Linked DNA regions of Mus musculus: all the other regions are linked to region 3. Evidence: chromatin contacts called from public promoter capture Hi-C data. All regions are on one chromosome and are shown on one strand. The core of a region is the stretch at or near the end of the contact, and the rest is flanking DNA. Distances in the headings are between cores, read along the strand shown.

Region 1 (3,512 bases), core at 591-3,090, 2.1 Mb after region 3:
AGTACTTCACCAAAGATGTATCAATAGCCTACTACCTTTGACAACATGAGGTCACAGGTTATAAACTCATCTTAAAAGCTTTAAAAAGCATTTAACAAGGCTAATATGGTGCCAAAACAATTCCAATTTTGTATCCACATTTCCCCATTTGGAGTATCTCTCAGCTTTTTTAAACTAGGCAACACTGAAAAATATTTTAAAGTAGAATTAAAGTGACAATCATTTTACCATAGGTCACAAAATTTACAAAAAATTCCTATTTCTGCTTTTGAAAAAATAAGTCAGACCTTCATTCTTTTTCTCATTTGCTGATACTGGATAGACAAAAGTCTAAAGACTCATCAGACCTAAATACTTTTCTCAAGGCTGTTTTCTCATTAAGTATGTTAGCTTCCAATTTATGTGAGCAAGGGAGGCAAATTAAGACTTGAAACACAAGGGCCTGATCTTTGGAAGATATCCACGTTTTTTTTTTTGTTTTTGTTTTTGTTTTTTTTGGGGGGGGGGTGGATAGAAACGCCGCTCACTCAATTTTGTCTGCTTTTCCAGTCCCAATTTTCTCTTTGCAATACCCAGAAAAGCAGAAGTTCCTCTGAATGCCTGCCTCTACACGGGAGACCTGGTACAGAAACACACCCCTAACTACAGAAATACCTCCTTAAGGTAGTCTTAAGATTCAGGCCTGCTCAGAAGTAGCAAAACGGTTTGTTTTCTTGGGTTAAAGGTGGGCGATTAAAGGGTTTGGTGGCAGGATCTACCAAGCAGCGGAGAGCCGACCAAGAAGGAGACGCCAGAGACCAAGCTTCATCTAGACCCAGGAACCGCCCCCTGGGAGGCTAGACTGCCCTCGCTACTTCCCTGGCCGCCTCCACTCGGGAGCGGCTGAGCCGGGTCAGGCTCCTCCGGGCATCTTCCGGGTCCCTCCGGGACTCTAGCCCACACCCAGCCCGCCCGGCCCGCGCCCCGCTCGGCTCGGCTCCTCGCCCTTTGCCCCGTCTCCGCCCCGCTCAGTGACAACCCCCGTCCCCAGGCCCGTCCCCTCCCATCTAATATGGCCGCCCTGTCGGACCAACCCCCAGCACAGCCTAACTTACTGGGGGGGAGGGGGGGCGCGGCACCGCCTCCCTGCGCCCATTGGCGCCACGGACCCCGTCTGCCTCCTCCATTGGACAGCACCGGCCGCCACTCGACAGCGAGGGCTCCGCCTCCGGGCTTTTCAAGCTGCTTAGAGAGGACATATAAACAAATCCCGAGAGGGAGGCCCCAGTCCCGCAGCCTCCGGGGAGGGGCCGGGGGGAACAGCAGCCCCACGACGCCCCTGCCCAGAGTTCTCCCGGTCCGCTCCTCCGTCCGGAGCCTTCTGAACACTAGCTGTGCCGGTCTCCCTCACACGCCCCTCTCCTCTCCTCTCCTCCCTCCCGGCCCCTCCCACCCGCTCGCCGCTCTGACAGGCCGGCTGCCGGCAGTCGCGATCCCTGGTTCCCGGGAGCGCAAAGGGCACGGCCCTAACGGGGTCGCCCGCCGGCGCGCGCCCGCCCTTTATATAACCGTCGGCCGCGGGGGCAGCCCGATTCGGCTCGCATCGGCGACCCCGTTCCGCGCGCCCTCGGCCCGGCGGCCCCCGCCCCGCTCTCCCGGAGCCGGGCACCCGCGCCTCTCACCCGCGGTTCTCTGCCGCTGCATCCCGCCCGCCCGTGCGACCGCTCGGCATTCACCTGAGGCTGAAGGCGGTTCAGGCACTGGATCCGGCCGCGCTTACGCGGCCGCGGGCCGTCTCCATGCTGCCTCGGTTTGTTTTGTTTATGTCCTTCCTGACGGGTTCCCGGAAATCGCGTGACTCGCCCCCCTCACGTGGGCCGCGGCGAGGAGGAGGAGGGAGGCGGGGGCCCGCCGCCCCAGGCCAATCGCGAGGCGCCCTGAAGTCTGGCCAATCAGAGGCTCGGCCGGGCTAGCGCCCGTCACGTGACACCAGAGGGGCGGGTTGCTGGGGAAAACCAGGAAGAGAGGGCGGAGCGGGGGCTAGTAGGCTGCTGCTGAGCGTGGGCGTGGGCCGCTGGGGATAGCGAGCAGTAAGCTCGCGTTCGTGCGTGATGTTCTTTTCAGAGGCTTCCATATTCAGTCTGTAGCCTCAGAACTAAGATGAAGGCCAAGGAGTCCAAATGCCCACTTTACAGTTTAACTGAACCACGGGGGATTACAGGAATATTAATTAGTAGGGGGCTGCATCGACATTCTGTTTAGTAAATGACGTTCCTGTTCCCCGATTGAATTGGCCTTCAGTTGTTTGTTCATTCATCAACTCATATTTATTGAGTCTGGATCCCCAGACCCTGAGTCGGCTGCATACATCTTTGGGATAGGACCTGTATTCAGCTGTAGAAACTGCTACTAGATGCTTTATGGACAAGACTGTCTAACCTGTGATAATGTGATGATTTACGCCTCTTAATCCTGTTGATATTTTATCGGATGTGTAGTTTGTGGTAGGTTCATTATCCCAAATAGTTCTCCGAACAGACACATACGATAAGAGAACTATTTAAAAAAAATACAAAAACAAACCTCAGGAGAATTATTGTTCAAGGAAACAACCTACCTAATTATAGCAGCCTGTGTTTCCAGAAATCTCTTTAGACTCTGGACCCTCCTGTCTTAGTCTTCTGGGTGCAGGGTTACTGGTCTGCACCCGCACACACATATGGACACAGAAAAACATACTTTCTTAAGCATAGGAAAAGAAGACTAAAGGACAGAGAAACCTCATCAGATTCCCTTCAAATAACAGTTTTCCCTTGGGAGTACTCGGGGTTTCAAAGCAGGCGAGGATGTAGGAAGGGGGTATTGTGATTGACCCCTGTGATCTCAGCACTGGAGATAAGGAAGCAGGAAGATTGAAGTGTGTTCTTAGCTACACTGAATTGCATGCCCGGATAAGACCAAGTCTCAAAGTAACCTTCCGCTCCCCGCCAAATTAAGACTCCCCCTCCCCCATGCACAAAGACTCAGGCAAGTGGTAGATCAGTGGTTCTCAACCTTCCTAAAGTTCCTTATGTTGTGGTGACCCCAACCATAAAATTATTTTCATTGCTACTTCAAAACAATAATTCGGCTACTGTTATAAATCGTAATATAATGTGTTTTCTGATAGGCTTAGACTACCCCTGTGAAAGGGTCATTGGACCTCCAAAGGGGTCACAATCCACAGGTTGAGAACCATTGTGGTAGCGTCTCACTATCACCATCATGGTCTGGGATGAGAGGTGATGACATACACCTGTGACTTCAGCACTGGGGAGCCTGAGGCAGGTGTGTCTCTGTTCAGGGTGAGTGTGAACTACATTGTAATTTGCTCCCTGGTTCAAAAGCAAGCAACCATGGATTTGGGGATAAAAAGTCTGCCTAGATCATAATCCTGACAAAGGTGGGGTGGGACTAGCAATGTCTCTTGTCCTATGTTCTCCATGCCAAGCACATTAAATAGCCAGTCACTATGTTACAGGCTTAATAGTAAC
Region 2 (3,489 bases), core at 38-2,537, 2.3 Mb before region 3:
GAATCACAGGATGCGGTTGTCAGAGCAGAGCATGCGCACAAAGCCGAGTGCTTTTTTTTTTTTTCCTCTAGAGCGCAAGGCAAGAGGTAACTGTCGGTCAAATCCTGGGGAGCCTTGCTGACTTCAAATACAGGATGCTAAAAATGAAATAAAGGGGAGGGACTGTGAGATGTGGGCTTCTAGCGTATTGGGAAGGAACAGGCAGGCTAGTAACAGAAAGAAAGGCACGATTCGGGTGGGAAAACGGAGGGCTTGCTGTTTATACTCCACCACAGTCTGAAGTCAGCTTAAGAGGTTATTAACCGCAATGTCCGCTTGTTAGACAGAGCCGGTAGGGCCAAGGGTGAGACCAGACAGATGGTGGGCTGGTTTTTGTTGTTGTATGTTAGCTTTCTCCTGGAGCATTGAGTGACCGTGGAAGAGGAGACGCTTGCCCACCTCTGAGAAACAATACTTGTCTAGCAATTCTGTAGCACCCAGGTTTTGTCCTAACACTGGTATCTGGGGGGATGGGGGCGTGTAAATGCCCACACCCTACCCTCACCCTGGCAGGGATCTGAGCTCGTCCTCCTCTGTCTCCCCTGGGACTTCGCTGCCTCCTCCAAGAGTAGCTGTCTCTGGGGAGCGCAGGAGAGCAGGCTCCGTTTCGTGGGGCGCAGTTTCTCTTTTTGTGTCCCCCCCCCCCCACTGTGCCCAGGACTCCAGAGGGTGGCGCAAGAAGTCCCCCGCCGTCTGCCCGCTCCACAGAGCTCCTCAGAGAGATCTGACCCTCCCCTCCCTCGGGCTGAGCCTGCAGTCCCTCCCCAGTGCGCTTCCACATCTCCAGCCCCTCACCCAGGAGGCGGACAAGTCAAGGCCATCTACCTGTCCACTTGTGGGGTTGCTCGCTACCCGCGCCCCACTCCACCTTCTGGATGCCCTAAGCCAGTACAGGAGCATCTCAAAGCTCCAGGTGGCCAGGGCGGAGTCGAGCAGCGCCGGGCACCTCTCCAGAGCACCCCAGGTCAGCGCCCGGAGGATGCGCTCATAGGCGGCTGGTGTGAGGACCAGCCAGCCTGGCTTTGAGCTTCCTGTTTCCTTAGAAGATAAAAGCCAGCCCGGAGTGCGAAGGATGTGCGACTCACCATGGCGGTGCCGACCGAGAAAGCGGCCATCAGACAGGCCATGCCCCGGGGGCGGCGGCGGCAGCGGCAGTGGAGACAAGTCTGCGGGCGGCGGGGACGAGGTTGCAGGAACGAGGCTGCGCTTGCTCCTGCTCCTCCGCGGCGCTCTGCGCGGGTTCCGACTGCGCCCCGGCCCCGCCCCTGCCCACGATTGGGCCGGGCGGAGGGGGCGGGGCGCCGACAGGTGCGCGTGCTCTTGTTTTGCTCCTGTTGCGGAGCGGCTGGAGGATGCTCTGGACCCGAAGCTGTCTGCTAGGCCTCTCCCAACCGCCTGGGCCTGGGAAGCCCACTTCAGGGACCCTGCAGGAGCTGGGCCAGCTCAACCCTAGACGAACCAGTGGGGGCGCCCTACAAACCACGGGGTCCTTGTTTCGGAAACCTCCCGAGGTAGCTTGAGATCAATGGGATAGGGAAGAAGGCAGGTGGCTCCTTTGTTCTGCCTTTGTTATGCATGCCTTCCAGGTAGAAGCCCCAGGGACAAACGTAGAAAACAGCCCCAGGGCTTTTCCCTTAGCGCTAGTGTGCGGTGACCCTAAATTGAGGCAGCATGGGCGTTCATACAGATAGCTCCTAGGTCTCCATCAGCACCACTCCATCCCCAAATAAGCCACAGGGGTGTTTCCAGTGTCTTACACAGCCACGTTCTTGTACCCTACTGAAACCCCTGTGATTTGTAAATGGGACGTTGCGTGGTAACCGTGGTGAAAATCTTTAATCCCAACCTCAGATCCTAAACTAAGTCTTCTGTTGAAATGATTCTCTGTCACCCCCAGCACAGTAGAGCCACCCGCTCCAACACTTGGGTGTGCTGGGGTACTTTCTGCTCTCCTAGAAAGGGGCAGGCAAGTGGTTGTCACATCCTCAGATCCTTGACCTCAGCTAAGCTTCTCCCTAGCATCACAGAAAGAAAAGTGGGTGTGGCTGAGTTTGGAGGGAAGAGGGTGGGCTTCTAATACCGGAGGGACCGATGGCCCTATCTGGTATCAAGAAGGCTGACAAAGCCAGGGCATTCTAGAAGGTTATGAGTACAAACCTCCTTGTGAGACTATGCTGGGGCCTAGCAAACACAGAAGTGGATGCTCACAGTCAGCTAATGGATGGATCACAGGGCTCCCAATGGAGGAGCTAGAGAAAGTACCCAAGGAGCTAAAGGGATCTGCAACCCTATAGGTGGAACAACATTATGAACTAACCAGTACCCCGGAGCTCTTGACTCTAGCTGCATATGTATCAAAAGATGGCCTAGTCGGCCATCACTGGAAAGAGAGGCCCATTGGACACGCAAACTTTATATGCCCCAGTACAGGGGAACACCATGGCCAAAAAGGGGGAGTGGGTGGGTAAGGGAGTGGGGGTGGGTGGGTATGGGGGACTTTTGGTATAGCATTGGAAATGTAAATGAGCTAAATACCTAATAAAAAATGGAAAAAAAAAGGATAGAAAAAAAATAAAAATAAAATTCAGATTAAAAAAAAAAAGAGTACAAACCTCCCAGGGAGTGAGAAAGGTTTCTGGGGCCTGGGCTACTGTCTGCCCTGGTGCCCAACCATGCTGTAAAGCAGCAAGAATGGACAAGGGGAGACACTGAATAATGTGACCAGGACACAGGCCATGGTATCAGCATGCCTGGTTTTGCAGATATCTACCCTCTGTCTGTTCTCCCTACTTTCAGAATTTTCTTCTGGCATTTCTCTCTTTCTCAAGCCCCTTCTACTCAACCCCATCCCCACCCCTTCCCCCATTTCCACGCCCCCTTTGATTCACATTCCTTTGATGAACCTTTAATTCAAAAGTAGGCCAATGAGCTTCCAGCCCCCAGCAGCCTCCATGCAGCCTGTGTACTGGAGCTTCAGATGGGAGGCAGGGCTTTCTGGGTTCCTGAGAATGCACAGGGCTCAGACAGAGACAGCCATGTGTGGGGTTCTCACTGGTGTGGCTTGGGCCACTGAAAGGGTTCCCACTCATATATGTGTCCATGGGGTAGTAGTCCCCCTGGCCACAATGGACCCCACAAGTGATGGGTGCTTCCTACCTACAAACAAGTATCTTTTCCATTGTTTACTCCTGGCATCCCCTTCATGCCTGAGCAGGGAATGAGAGAGTGGCAGAGTTGGACAGACTTGTGCTGTAAGTGACAGAAAGCCAGTTTTGACTGGCCAAGTACACTGTTTTCTGCAGTGAGTAGGTTCCAATCATTCTGTAGTGAGTAAGTTCTGAACACTGGTTTCATGTGCAACAGGGCCAAGGATAAGTACACACACATGCACACACACACTTTGATTTCTCAGTACTCTGCCTTCATGTGGTAGTTTCTCTCAGGGACTGT
Region 3 (3,255 bases), core at 73-2,572:
GATCCCGTACCAACCTCAAGGTCTCAAAAGTAGTCCCAGCCAACAGATTCCATTCCCCAATTCTCCAAAGGCAAGCAGCCTCTGGAGAGGAAACACACACTTCAGTATCGATTTTGAAGAATCTACAAGAACCCCATCCTGTAGTCTCAGAAGTCGTCTCCATCCCCATTCGGGGCTCCCGCGATGCGATCACAGGGGGCAAACCCATGGGACCCAGCTGGGCTACTGCCAGGGGAAACCAAGAGTTTCGCCTACAAGGAGCTAACAACTAGACCAGGGTTGGTATTTTTTTTTTGGCGGGAGTTTCCTCACGTACACAACTCTTCCCATACACACACTGCCGAGTACCCCCAACAGCCCCCTTCAGAGACGTTCTTAGCGACCCGGGATCCCCAACTCGACCACCTCACCCTGGCCCCCGAATGAGGAGTTTCAACAATTGGACGGAACCCGCCCTGCACGCCACACAAGGGACTCATGAGACCAGGTAAGACTCCAGACAAGGTCTCTGTCCCTTTAAAGGGACTCCTCTTCCAGTGGAATCTTCACGACACCCCCCGAAGGAGAAAAAAGAGAAATATCTCCCCCTAAAAAAAACAACCCAGAGGGTAGGCGCACCACAGATAGACGCAGAGTCCGACCCTCACAGAGAAAGCGAGCGCCAGCGAACGGCGGAGGGGTGGGGAGGGGGGGGGAGGACGCGGAGATGCAAGCACTTATTGGCCGCCCAACCTGCCCGTCAAGGGGGAACCCGTGCGCCGAGGGCGGCCCCTGAAGGCGGGACTCTGGTCTAGCCAGGCCAATAGGGGAGCACGGGGAGGGCGGGGCTTAGCCGTTTGGCTGCCAGGACCGGGGAGAAACAAGATGGCGGGTGCGGGAGGGGGTCCTCGCTTTGCAGCTCCCTTCCGCGCGCTTTTCCCGGCCTCGTCGCCGCCCTCGCTCCGGGGGAGAGGTCGCGCGTCACCCCCACGCCCCATCGGGACACCCCTGTGCGCCCCGGCCGCCCCCTCGCGCGCAGCGCTCGCTCCCCGCCGGCCCCCGCCGCCCCCGCTCGCTCCGGCCCCGCCGCCGCCGCCCCCATTTTACCTCAGCCGCCGGCCGGGCCCCTAGCTTCGGGGGCCCCCTGAGCGCGAGCGCGGCCGGCCGGGTGAGCGGCCGGGCGAGCGGGCCGGGCGAGCGAGCAGCTCCGTGCGCGGCCCGGCTGAGGGAGCGCGGCCTCCTCCCGCTCCGGCCCTCCGCTCCGTCTCCCCGGGCCCGGCCGCCTCTCCCGGGGGAGGAGGGGGAATGGAGCCACCGCCGCCACCACCGCTGCCGCCCGCCACGGAGCCCGGCCGAGGGGAGGGAGGGATCAGCCCCCAGGCAGGATCCGCCCCTCGGCCTCCCCCCGCCACCTCCACCCCTTCCCTCACTCCCTCCCCGGATCGAGCCGCCGCACGCGAAGCGGGAGCGCGAAAGCGCGGGGAGACCGGAGCGGATGCCCCCGCCCGAGCCCAGCCCGGCGCGGCGGCAGCGGCGGCGGGGAGACGGGCGGGGAGATGAGCGCGAAGCGGCAGCGCCACCTCCACGGGGCACCGTCCCCGGCACGGCCTCACGGTGGCGGTGCGGACGCGGCGGGGCCGCTTCACCCTGGGCCTGTCCCAGAGCTGATCTAGTCGGGGTTCCCACTCTGAATCCACGGAGCGGTGGCTCACCCCATCCCAGCCAGAGCGTGGGGCCACCCGCCGCCCCCGAGGTGGGAACGCCCATGCTCCCACCCACCCACAAAGCTCGCCCCAGGACGACCCCGGAGGGCCACACTGTGTGTGGCTTCCCAGAGTGCAGGTGGCTGCGAAGCCTCCAGAAAGTCGTCCCTCCCCAGGCCCCCGGGACAAAGGTCTAGCGATGTCCACCCATCCCCTCCCCCAGTGCGGACAGCCCGGGAAAGACCCGTGCCTGTGGTGTGTGTACAGGTGAGCCTCTCCTGGCACACAAGGCTGCCACGGACCAGACTTTTCCATCTGTGTGGAGTTTTTTTTTTTTTAAGTAAACATAAAAGTTTGACAGTCTGCTTAAGCGTGCCTCGTAATTCCGTTTGTCACTCTAGGCATGGGAAATACTTTTCCCCTTGAATTTGATTTGGCCAGGAGTCGGTTAATTTAATGCACTGAACGGCTTTCTCAAAGGCAGCCTGCCTGTCAAACAGCAACTCCCAGACTTTGAAGTGTACTCAAGCTGCCTTTTGTTCTAATAAAAGAAAAAATAAATAGAAGAAAAGGTCCCTTTGCCCCTCCACGAGCGCATGTACCTATAAATTTGAAAGCTTACCTCGTGACAGAGATCTTAAGCACCAATACTTAATGATGCTTATAAAGGATATATGGATAAACTGCTATCGAAGATGAAGATGAATGATATATTTTGAAAGCGTTTCCTCTACACGAACGGCTGGTGAGACTTTCAATTGCTCGATTGGCTCTGGTATCCAGGACCTGGGTACTACAGTTGAAAGAGTAGAGAATAAACATTTCTCACGGCCCAAACCTTGTGTTTTTATTTACATTGAAGTATAGGTGTTCAGCATCCTAAGAGTTGAGAATTTACCAGTTGAGTGAAGCATGGAAGTTGGGTTTCCTTACAGGAGTGTGTTCTTGATAGATGGTAATAACATACTGCAAAAATAACCAATTTTTAAGAAGGAAAGGGCGTGGCTTGTGGAGCCAAGCAATCGCCTCCGCCAGCACCCCCACCCCACAGTGTTTTGAAAGCTTTGAAGCAGAAATGCTGTGAATTAGTCAACTGTTGTTAAAGCTTGGGGGAATAATCACAGGAGGGAAGGTGTGGAAAGATTAATTGTGGAAGGGAAGGCCCTAGAGGAAGAAAATATTGCAATTACTTTTAGCTTTAAAAAAATTGAGGAACAAATAGGAATTTCACGTCTTGTTCTTTTACAATGAAATATAAACATTTACATAGGACTTGTGTCTCCTTATCTTTTATTCTTCGCGGTTGCTTCTGGGCATGACCTGATTTGCATGATTGGGAAGGACCTCTACCCTCTAAATTAGGCAAATAAAAACCCTGAGAAGATGTCGCAGCTTGTCCTTGCAGTGATTTAAGATCCATTGAGAGCACATGTCAGCCTCCTCTTGTCACCAGCCATTCCTGGTCACTTTATGAGACTGGGCTCAACAAAATTTTCTCCCCCTCTTCACCCTCGCCCTTAAAACATTAGCGCCGCCCTTGTTTTCCTTTTGACACGGGAAATTCGTTTTCTGT
Region 4 (3,549 bases), core at 288-2,787, 2.2 Mb after region 3:
CGTGTGGGGACAGGAGGGTTGGGACCCTTTCCGGTCAGCCCTGGGAGGTTTGAGGGGGGGGCCTGGATGTGCCCACTGCCCTTCTTTCTGCATGGGCACACTGTGGTAATGGGTGTCCCTAAAACTGGCTCAAAGCCCTCTCGGTTCAAAGCTACCATGGTCTGTATGCTTTTGTCTAAGCCCAGGTATGGACCCCGGGGCTACCTCAAGCAAGCAGGAAGCTGGTTTGCCAGATAGTACCAGTGCCCAGAGTGAGCTAAAAACCACTTTGGCTGGTTAAGAGGTCTGAAACCAATGTCCTCTCTGGGCCCTGACCCCAGGTTGCCCATATGCCACCACATGATCCGAATCTTGGGCCGTTTTTAGATTGGTTGTCACTCTGTTCTGCCTCTATACACATCAGTAAGAGGGGGAGGATGAGGGGAAACTGTGACCAATGGAGGAATACCCGTTCTCTGGCTGTGGGGAGCGCTCACAGATCTCCTCAGTCACAGATGCCCTACTTCTGAGTTCCATGTGATGGAGACTGGGTCAGGGGTGCCTTACAATCCCTGTCTTTCAGGTGGTGACCTTATTTTTAGTACCAATTTGCAAGAGGTGAAACCAATATTTTGAGCATGCCCAGACACCTGCTGGGGTTAGCCAGCTGAGCGGTGAGGGGCTGCACCCTAAGCCTTTGCTTCTAACATTGAGAATCTACTAAGCAGCTGGGTAGAGAGGTACAGCCAGGCTTCTAATCCTTTTGCTCCAAAGTATCCCAACAGCCCAGAGCATCTCAGAGCGTCTTATGTCAAGGGAATGTCTGGTGGGGAGGCCCTTCCCATGCAGGCTTCCAGAAGGCCTGGCCCTATACAATGGTGTTCCAGGAGGCAAAGAACCTTCTGCAGAACCTCGAGATCCCAGCATCCTCCTCTTCCCGCACTGTCCCCATGGCTTGCGGGAACAGGCCTCCACATCTGGTAGGTAGAGGATTCTCAGGCTCTGAAGAACTAAGCTTCTCCAACTGCTGCCAGATTGAATGGGGCTGCAGCCCTCAGATCCCACCGGGCAAAGCCAGGCGCGCGGCCCCACCTGTCAGCCAGGACAGGGTCCACTAGGGAAGACTGGGGAGAAAGCCTGAGGATGCCTGAGCTCCTTTTATTTGGGATTTGGGAGGAGATTTGGTTCCCAGGTTGGGGGAGGGGAATGAAAGATGTCAGGGGCAAGCTGGGGACACCGCGCCGTGGAAAACAGAGTGCGAGGGCTTGCCAGGGCTGCACGAGGGGTGGGGGTAGGGCTCGAACCCCGAGGAAGGCCGCGGTCCCCTAGGGCCTGCCGAGGCGTGCACAGTGCACCAGGGTCGCATTTGCACGTAACGGGGGGTGGGGGGTGGTCGTCGCCGGCTGCAGAGGGCCTCGGGCCCGGGGCCTCACTCACCTCCTGAAGTCAAAGGGCATCGTGCCGCCGAGCCGGTGGGAGCGTTGCAGGCCAGGCGGGCCGCAGCGCCGCGTGGGTCCGAGCCCGCTGCCAACGCCTCCTCGGCCGCCCCGCCCCCGCCAGCCTGCCCGACACTCGCCACTCGCCTCCCGCCGCCGGGAAGTGACGCTCCACGCAGCCCATTGGGCGCCGCCACATCCACCGGCCGCCCCTTCCGCCGCCCCATTAAAGGGGCCCGAGGGCCCGCTGAATGGGAAGGCCCGAGAGTGGGATGCTACCCAAGCCCAGGTCTCCAAGACTCCCGCTTTGGTTCTTTTTGGCCTCTGATCTTTTTTCCTAGCGTAAGTGGGGCCTCAGGACAAATCGCTCTGCCTCAGGCAGTGGGTTTTGTGCTTGTAAAACAAAGCCATTGCGTTGTGAAGATCAGAGAAAAATGCTACAAATTGCGGGTCCATGCTTGGTGCTAGTTCTGGGTGAAGGTTAAAACTGGGGGATGGGCAACGCAGTCCTAGATTGAGAAAGTCCACCCACCTCCCACCCATCCCTTGCTTCTTAGGAAAAGCCATCTGGCTCCCGAGATCCACCACCACCCCTTTCTCTATCTGTATAACTGTTAATCCCACTTTTCAACTTTTCATAGGTATCAAAGGAGGTAGTTGGGGCCCTGCTTTAGTGAACAGCCTGGCATCTAGTGACAGCTTCTCCACCTGTTAGAGTTGGGCTTAGCTAGCCACTTCTATCATCTTTCTTCGGGATTGATGCCAACCAGTACTCGTTGAGCATCTACCAACCTGAAGTCAGGAACTTGCAGGGTTATCCAGAGGCTCTGAGTTTGCACGGTTAGAAATGGTAACATACCGCTGATTGCCCCTAGGAGCCTCCATTCTCAGAAACACAGAAGTACAGAGGAAAACCTCCCTCAACTTGCTGGGCTAGAGGAGGAGGCAGCTGAACTCTAAACTTTTTGTGATTGGCTGGTCTTAGTTGTCAATCTGACATACCTGGAAGAGATTGAAGAAATGGCTCCACTACATTAGCCTAAGGGCTTGTATGTGTGTAAAGTTTTCTTAGTTCCTAAGTAATGATGTAGGAAGGCCCAGCCCTCTATGGGTAGCAACATTCCTAGGATGGGATCCTGGGATCAGAAAGCTACTGCATATGAGCAGTGGAGCCCATTAGCAGCCTTCCATCCTCCACAGGTCTCTGCTTCAGTTTCTGCTTCATGGTTCTTTTTTTTTTTTTTTTTTTTTTTTTTTTTTTTTTTTTTTTTTTTTTGTTTGGTTTTTTTGAGACAGGGTTTCTCTGTATAGCTCTGGTTGTCCTGGAACTCACTTTGTAGACCAGGCTGGCCTCGAACTCAGAAATCCACCTCCCTCTGCTGGGATTAAAGGCGTGCGCCACCACGCCCGGCCCTGCTTCATGGTTCTTACCTTGAGTACCTACTTACCCAGACTTCACTCCCTGAAGGGCGTGTGGATGTATGAGCCAGATAAACCCTTTGCTCCCAGAGCTGCTTTGGTGGGAGTTTATCACAGCAGAGAAAAAGCAAACTAGGACACCCATGTAGGGGAAATCTGACTTCTGAACTTCCCTGGGTTCTGCTGCTGATGCCTTCTTCAAAGCTGCGATTTAAGACAACAACTTAAGGAGAAAAGTGGGGATCCAAGTTCAAAAGGCAGGATGGGCAGGGAGGCAGTGTCCTGACATAAAAAGCTCCTTGGTTTCCTGAAGGATAAGCGGGCAGCAAGATTCAGGGTCTGCAGTGATGGGCGATTCCACCAGGTTCTTCTCTTTCTGACAACCGGAATCCCCCTTCCATTCATTCATCCATTCATTCATTATTCATTCATTCATTCGTCATTCATTCATTCATTCATTCAACAAACACCCGCACCCCATGCTCTTATGTATGGGAAATGAGAAAGTTTTAGCCAGTCCTGGAGCCTGGGAGCAGCAGAAAGAAAAAGCATCCTGGGACCTTCTGGAACCACTGGGTACAGATAAACCCAAAACAGAAGTTGTATGGTGTGGGCAATTGATCTCATGTCTTCCCTTTTTAGAACATGATCCAGAGACTAGCTCTTGGACATCTTGGGGACTATTCTCATCTTTAGCCCAGATTCTCCTAAAGAA

The links. Promoter capture Hi-C pulls out the DNA fragments that hold promoters and counts their contacts.
Region 1: a promoter capture Hi-C map of pre-B cells shows a contact between it and region 3, with 3 times the contacts expected there. The contact joins the promoter of Crebrf here to the promoter of Brpf3 in region 3. A contact is called at or near these places in 3 of 39 promoter capture datasets (cranial neural crest, liver and pre-B cells).
Region 2: a contact with region 3 is called in a promoter capture Hi-C map of liver, with 3 times the contacts expected there. The contact joins the promoter of Abcg1 here to the promoter of Brpf3 in region 3. A contact is called at or near these places in 3 of 39 promoter capture datasets (liver and pre-B cells).
Region 4: a promoter capture Hi-C map of liver shows a contact between it and region 3, with 2.9 times the contacts expected there. The contact joins the promoter of Ergic1 here to the promoter of Brpf3 in region 3.

What each region holds. Positions count from the first base shown.
Region 1 is chr17:26,713,978-26,717,489 of GRCm38.p6, reverse strand. Crebrf (CREB3 regulatory factor) reads right to left here and starts at 1,840. Exons shown (of 9, transcript NM_029870.2): 1 at 1,716-1,840.
Region 2 is chr17:31,055,492-31,058,980 of GRCm38.p6, reverse strand. Abcg1 (ATP binding cassette subfamily G member 1) reads right to left here and starts at 1,287. Exons shown (of 15, transcript NM_009593.2): 1 at 1,125-1,287. The coding sequence starts at 1,166.
Region 3 is chr17:28,799,193-28,802,447 of GRCm38.p6, reverse strand. It overlaps Brpf3 (bromodomain and PHD finger containing, 3), which reads right to left and starts at 1,322. Exons shown (of 13, transcript NM_001081315.1): 1 at 1,087-1,322.
Region 4 is chr17:26,559,500-26,563,048 of GRCm38.p6, reverse strand. It overlaps Ergic1 (endoplasmic reticulum-golgi intermediate compartment (ERGIC) 1), which reads right to left and starts at 1,537. Exons shown (of 10, transcript NM_026170.3): 1 at 1,417-1,537. The coding sequence starts at 1,436. 1700049J03Rik (a long non-coding RNA gene) reads left to right here. Exons shown (of 4, transcript XR_001782188.2): 1 at 1-959.